Linked DNA regions of Xenopus laevis: region 1 is linked to region 2. Evidence: chromatin contacts called from public Hi-C data. All regions are on one chromosome and are shown on one strand. Each heading gives the region's core, a stretch centred on a gene start, on an enhancer-like site or on the middle of the called end of the contact. The rest is flanking DNA. Distances are from core to core; before and after follow the strand shown. Region 1 overlaps LOC108718775 (MAGUK p55 subfamily member 7). Region 2 holds the start of wac.L (WW domain-containing adapter protein with coiled-coil).

What was found. Hi-C and Micro-C count contacts between places; a contact is called where the count stands out from the background.
Region 1: a Hi-C map of the XTC cell line shows a contact between it and region 2, with 5 times the contacts expected there. The contact joins the enhancer-like site here to the promoter of wac.L in region 2. A contact is called at or near these places in 3 of 4 Hi-C or Micro-C datasets (the XL177 cell line, the XTC cell line and animal cap).

The regions. Positions count from the first base shown.
Region 1 is chr6L:23,560,766-23,563,938 of Xenopus_laevis_v10.1, forward strand. All of the region lies in intron 3 of LOC108718775 (MAGUK p55 subfamily member 7), which reads left to right. Among protein-coding and RNA genes, the nearest start is that of LOC108718775, 53 kb to the left of the region's middle. Within about 2 kb of position 1,361, at least 1 of the 7 cell types and tissues checked has an H3K27ac peak or open chromatin away from gene starts, as enhancers often do.
Region 2 is chr6L:23,482,870-23,485,815 of Xenopus_laevis_v10.1, forward strand. It overlaps wac.L (WW domain-containing adapter protein with coiled-coil), which reads right to left and starts at 1,548. Exons shown (of 13, transcript XM_018267207.2): 1 at 1,141-1,548; 2 at 861-963. The coding sequence starts at 1,181.

The sequences.
Region 1 (3,173 bases), core at 111-2,610, 78 kb after region 2:
TGTCAATGACAAATTAGGAAATCATACTGGCTATTATGATACTGACAAAAACAGGGGTGACTCCTAAGTCACCTGTTAAGTAATTTCTGGAATTGTATTTATAATGAAGTATAAACACTGGCCCAGGCTATTCCCTTAAACATTATTACTTATCAGCATGGTGATCACATACAGTTGCTTTCCACTAGGAAAATACAGGTATGGGATCTGTTATCTGGAAACACGTTATCCAGAACGTTCCTTATTCGGAAAAACCCAGGTCTCGAGCATTCTGGATAACCAGCCTATACCTGTACTGGGAGATGAATTTGGTACCAGGTGAAATGCAAGTCTGGTTACTGAGCTGAATATATGTAATGTGTTTATAAAATGTATTGTGTTACTAAATCCATGTCTTTCAAATGATTGCTTCAACAAGGAGCTATGTATGTAAATATGTATACACAGTAGGTCTGTATGTTGAGTTATCATTCAATGCTGGGAGTTGTTGTAGAGCTAAAGGCATTCTTGGCTTGCACTTCAGGATATGTTGGTTCCTTTCACTAAATGACAACAAAGCCCATATAAACGCTGTAATACTATACATCCAATGCAAATAGAGGCTTACACAGACTGTCCCTTTATGTTGGGGACAAAGAAATAACAAACCCATGCCCATACTATAATAGGAGATTGTCTTCTAAAGAATTTACGGAGTGGGCAATCCCTCTCCTGCCATAAAACGGAAATAACAATTTAGCAATTAACAACATTGTTTGGCCTAGTTTCCTCAACAAGTCCTAATGACACCAAAGTAGTGTCAATCTCATTAGGGTCTATCTCAGAGAATTATGTTGGTGCAACGATTGTGTGCTGATGAATCTGTACTTCCCCTTTATCCGTTCCTGAGGTTCCATTCTGATTGCACTTCACTGTAGTATTTTGTCTGCATCATGTGTAATATACAGGAATAAAGCTTGAAATGCACAAATCCAAGATTTTATAAAACCCATATGAAATGTGAGGTTTACAGATTACAGAGTGCTAAATCTAAAGCAAAGCCTCAAGGACAGTGGGAAGGTTACATTACAGAAATTAAATTACAGAAGTGCATCAGAGACTTGGACGCGCATCCCAAGGTCTTGGTCATAATTATATAGGAGCACATCAGCTCGGACATGGTATAGTTATAACATAATAAAAGACAGAAGTACAGTCTCTGTAATTTAGATCTCACATTAAATAATAATATCACATTATATCTCACATTATTAATAGTAATAAAGGATTTTATGCTGATCATTTGTGGATATTTCCTTACCTGAATGCCAGCCCATGCAATTGCTACAGGTCCACCAGAAATTTAAAGCATTTGATCCCTTTTTGGTAGAATGTCATTGTTCAGGGCTAAGCCACACTGTAAGGCAGTGGTTCCCAAACTGTTGGACTTGGAGCAGTGGCAAGGGTTGAGGATGAAGACCAGTTAGTGTGAGATTTGGGGAGAATGTCTAATTTTTGTATTAGAGATAGCTGAAACTCAGCTGGAAGGTCAATTTTGGAAAAAAATTGAGGTTAACACTTGTTTCCTGCCCAGGATATTTCTGGAACTATGTATAAATGAAACCAGTGCTGTGGGGAGCTGAGATTTGGTGGATTTAATATCTAGACACTTGACCTTGGAGGCATCTTCATGAACTATACCCACATTAAGGAAATATACAGATTGCTAAACTGATATTTTATTATTAAAACAAATTACAACCTACATCAGGGTTACAAAGAACTGATGCAAAGTCTGAGCCAATGACAAAGCCACAGAGCAACCCCTCTCTTCTCATAACAAACATCACTAGTTTTAGGTTTTTGCCTGTTGAACTCTTGAGCTCTTGTTCTTTCTCAGCATTTGTGCACTTGCTAACTGCTCTCAATAATAAATAGTAATGGTTGCCCATCGATCTCTTGGAGGCTTTATGGCTCGCTCTTCTTTGTGGAAATCTTCCAGTGTCTTTACATATTGTACATGTTGTGCTCAGTGAACGGTGGCCAAGATTCTGCTGACAGATGGCAGCTTTAATACCTTTGCTGCTTCCCTGCTCTCCTAATGAGCAGCATTTATGGAAGTGGGGAAAAGACATTGTGGGAAGCAGCTCTTACTTCTTTCTGTTCTTCACTCTGAGCCATGACCTTGCATATTCATTGTCCGATAAAAGGCTCTTCCAAGAGAAACAAATATATGTCAAACCACCTGTGCTCTTGAATGTAGACACCATTAACTAAATCAAAGATGATACTGAGTAAATATTTTTAAAATTGTTCACAATGAGCCCAGGCAGGACACATGATGGAGTCTTTGGCTCATCTGAAGCTTGGATTGCTGGGTATCATGTGGGCATAGATTTTCAGGAGATTGTTGGGCATTACCACCAGTGTCAGACTGGCCCACAGGGATACCAGGAAAACTCCCGGTGGGCCCAGTTGTTAATGGCCCTCTTACTTCTAACCATTTAGTGAGGAGAGGAGAAATAATAGTTTGGAACAGTGTTGTAACTAGATGTTACTGGGCCTGAAACCAAATTAATTTTAGGGCCTCCAACATAACTAGAGGTTGTCCATTGTTTACCAATATACCAATATTTTTTTTACCAATATATGTTGAAATTGCTTATTATTTAAGGCCCTTATGAGGTCCCTATACCTCCTGTGGCCCCCTCCAACCGCAGGGTCTGCTTCCTCTGTAGTTACACCCCTGATTTAGAAAGTGGGCCCACGGTCTAAGGTTTTCTGGTGGCCCCTGGCATTCCAGTCTGACACTGATTACCACCATGACCCCACTCTTGTACTGCACCTTGTGCCCCATTCCATGCCCTTAAAATCTGCTCTCTGCCCGCCTATCTCTTTTAATTGCAGTCCCTCTGCCATGGGGTGATTCCTGCTGAGTTTAGAGCCATAGGAAGTTCACTGGGATTCAAACCTAGTATCTGGGGTTTCTTAAATTATAACCACATAAATACTGCAGCACCCCATTTCAATGGGAAATTGTGCTTTATTAGGTCAAGGAATAAGTGGCAATAGTTTGGGCCCCTACTAGCGGTTTCTCAAGCTTGCCTGGTTATGCATGACAATAGCTACTTAAAGAAGTTGTGTACCACCATATTACGTGTACCATATTGTACATGTTGTGATCAGAGAATGGG
Region 2 (2,946 bases), core at 298-2,797:
CTTCCCGTCGGCTAGAATCTAAATCACCGGCGGAAAGGCAGTTAAGGGAGATTAATCACCCGAAGAAGAGGCGATTTGTCGCCGGGCGACTAACTCTACCCGAATCTCCACATGTCTCTGCCCTTAAGTTAACTTTTAGTAGGTTACAGAATTGCCTGTTCTTGACAACTTTTTATGTGGTCTTCATTTTATTTAAATAGGTTATTCTGCCTCTTTCCATCTAAAATGCTTACTGGCAGTGTGGGAGGGGGTGGCTGTCCCATGCAAACCTGTTGCTCTGTTAAGATACAGGTTTATTATTACTTATGTGTCTATTCAGACACCCTTCTATCCATGTTCTGGTCTGTCAAAAAAAAGCACTGCCTACTTGCTAGAGTGATTAACCCCAAGCAACCAGAGTAAAATTGCTAAATAATTCAAAAAGCATAAATAGAAGTAAAAATAAAGGGCAAATGAAAATGTTAGTCTACATTATACTAAAAGTTCATATTAAGGAAACTATCCCTTTCATGTGCAGCTGCCGGAGACAGGTATATAGGGAGACAGGTATATAGAGAGACAGGTATATATAGGAGACAGGTATATATAGGAGACAGGTATATATAGGAGACAGGTATATATAGGAGACAGGTATATATAGGAGACAGGTATATATAGGAGACAGGTATATATAGGAGACAGGTATATATAGGAGACAGGTATATATAGGAGACAGGTATATATAGGAGACAGGTATATATAGGAGACAGGTATATAGATGCAGCTGGAAGGGCCGCGGGATAGACAGGCCTCGGAGAGAATGCTGACAAGTTGGTTTCACACAGACTACTACCCCTATTGCTGCAGTACTAAAGTCAAACCTCCGATCCGGGGCCTACTGTACAGGCCGAAGCCTGAGCTAGAGTAGCGGCGGCGCTCGTAGGCGATACCTGGTAGGGTTGGGAGTCCCTTCGGTCGTGACAGCTGCAAAGGACAAGGAGAGAGAAGCGCCGTTAGAGACGATGAGGTGGATAAAGAGAGAGGGGGACAAGGCTCCCTCCCGCCTCCACTTCTCGGGGGGTTCGCAACAAAAATGGCGTCTCCGCCAGAGGGGAGGAAAGAGGGAGAAGGGGGTGAGGTAACGAGAAAGCGGTGCATTACCCATCACTGAGTCTCGCTTGTTTCCTTGCATACATTACCATCAATGCCGTGTGTGAGTGGGGTGTGGAGGCGAGAGAGAGAGCTAGGAGGAGGAGGAGGGGGAGGGCTGGAGATGATGAGGATAATAATAATAATAAACCCGACCACCGGGAGGCGGCGGGACTCGGAAACCTTCGGAGGTATCCGGGAAGTGGGCGCCTCTATTTTAAAAGGCTCGGGAGACTTTATACAGGGGGTTCGATGTGTTTAATGGGGCGAGTGCCCGCGATCCATCTTCCCCCCCGCACACACAGACACAGACGGCACGACGCAAGCAGTGGGAGCGCGGATATTCCGGGGACGCGCAGCGACTCTACCAAAACCGACTCATCCGTGAGCGCATGCGCACACCAGCCTTTCCTGCGTCAGTGCGCGCAAGCTCAGCCCAACCTCACCTTCCTCCGCCCTGATTTCCTACAGACAGCTACGTCACTGCTTCCTTTTTCTAAAAAAAAAAAAAAAAACTTTATTTGTTTCTCACAATTACAATACACGAAAATCGGGCTTCTCAGGTTTTGCTTTGAGTAGACGTGTACCGAGCAAACTGGGGATGTTTGATATAATACATTTTGCCATGCAGGCACTATTTTGAAAGACTAATTCTTCTAGCTTGTTTAGCGAATACAATAAAGGTGCAAATCGCGTTTGACAACCTATTAAAGGGTTTTTTTACTCTGAAATTAACTTTTAGTACGATGTAGAGAGCAACATTCTGAGGCAATTTGCAATTGGTTTTCATTTTTTAATTGTGGTTTTTCAGTTATTTAGCCTTTTTATTCTGCAGCTCATTTTCAGCAATCTGGTTGCTAGGGTCCAAATTACCATAGCAACCGTGCATTGACATTGAAGTGGGCGATATCGGGCTGATCTCATCATGGGCCCTAGGGCCCAACGATAGGATCAGAATGGAGGCGATATGGGCAGTTGGATTAACCGCATAAACGCACAAATTGCGCCCGCTTTCCAACTGAGATATGGCCGACTTTCCGCCACATATCGATCAGGGAAGCCCATCGGATGGCCCCACACACGGGCCAATAAGCTGACAACTCTGTCTGTCGGCATCTTTTATCATCCCATGCCTTTAGAGAGGGCCTGAATAGAAAGTTGTTATAGAAAAATAGCGATAACAATACATTTCTAGCCTTATAGAACATTTGTTTTTAGATGTGGTCAGTGATCCCCATTTGAAAGCTGGACAGAGTCAGAAGAAAAAGGCAAATAATTAAAAAACTATAAAAAAAAAACTGAATAATGAAGACCAATTGAAAAGTTGCTTAGAATTGGCCATTCTATAACATACTAAAAGTTAACTTAAAGGTGAACCACCCCTTTAAAGGAGAAACAAACCCATAACATAAAAAACCTCTATCCTCTACCCTTCGTAGACCTTCCCTCCCTCCTCCCCCCTCAGCCTTGGTGGTACCCGGGGGAAAATTCGGAAATTTACGTGACTGTCGGCACATGTGCAATTGTTCGGGACTGGACAATTACTCCAACTGTGCATGCGCCGAAAACAAAGGTCTGCTTCAGAAGTTTATCGAAGAAAAGAAGATGGCTGCCTTGAACTGCGGCATAGGCGGAGGGTGACTTTTGAGTTTGGGAAGGCTAATTAAAGATCGCCTATCACCAAAAAAAAATTCCCCTATTAGAGGTGCAGGCTAACAGTGCCTTCAGTGCAGATAGGTGAAACAATAGAATTTTTTTTAAGATAAGTCCCTTATAGAGTGCTATAGCCACCTCGCTCATTAAGCAAATACGTGTGCC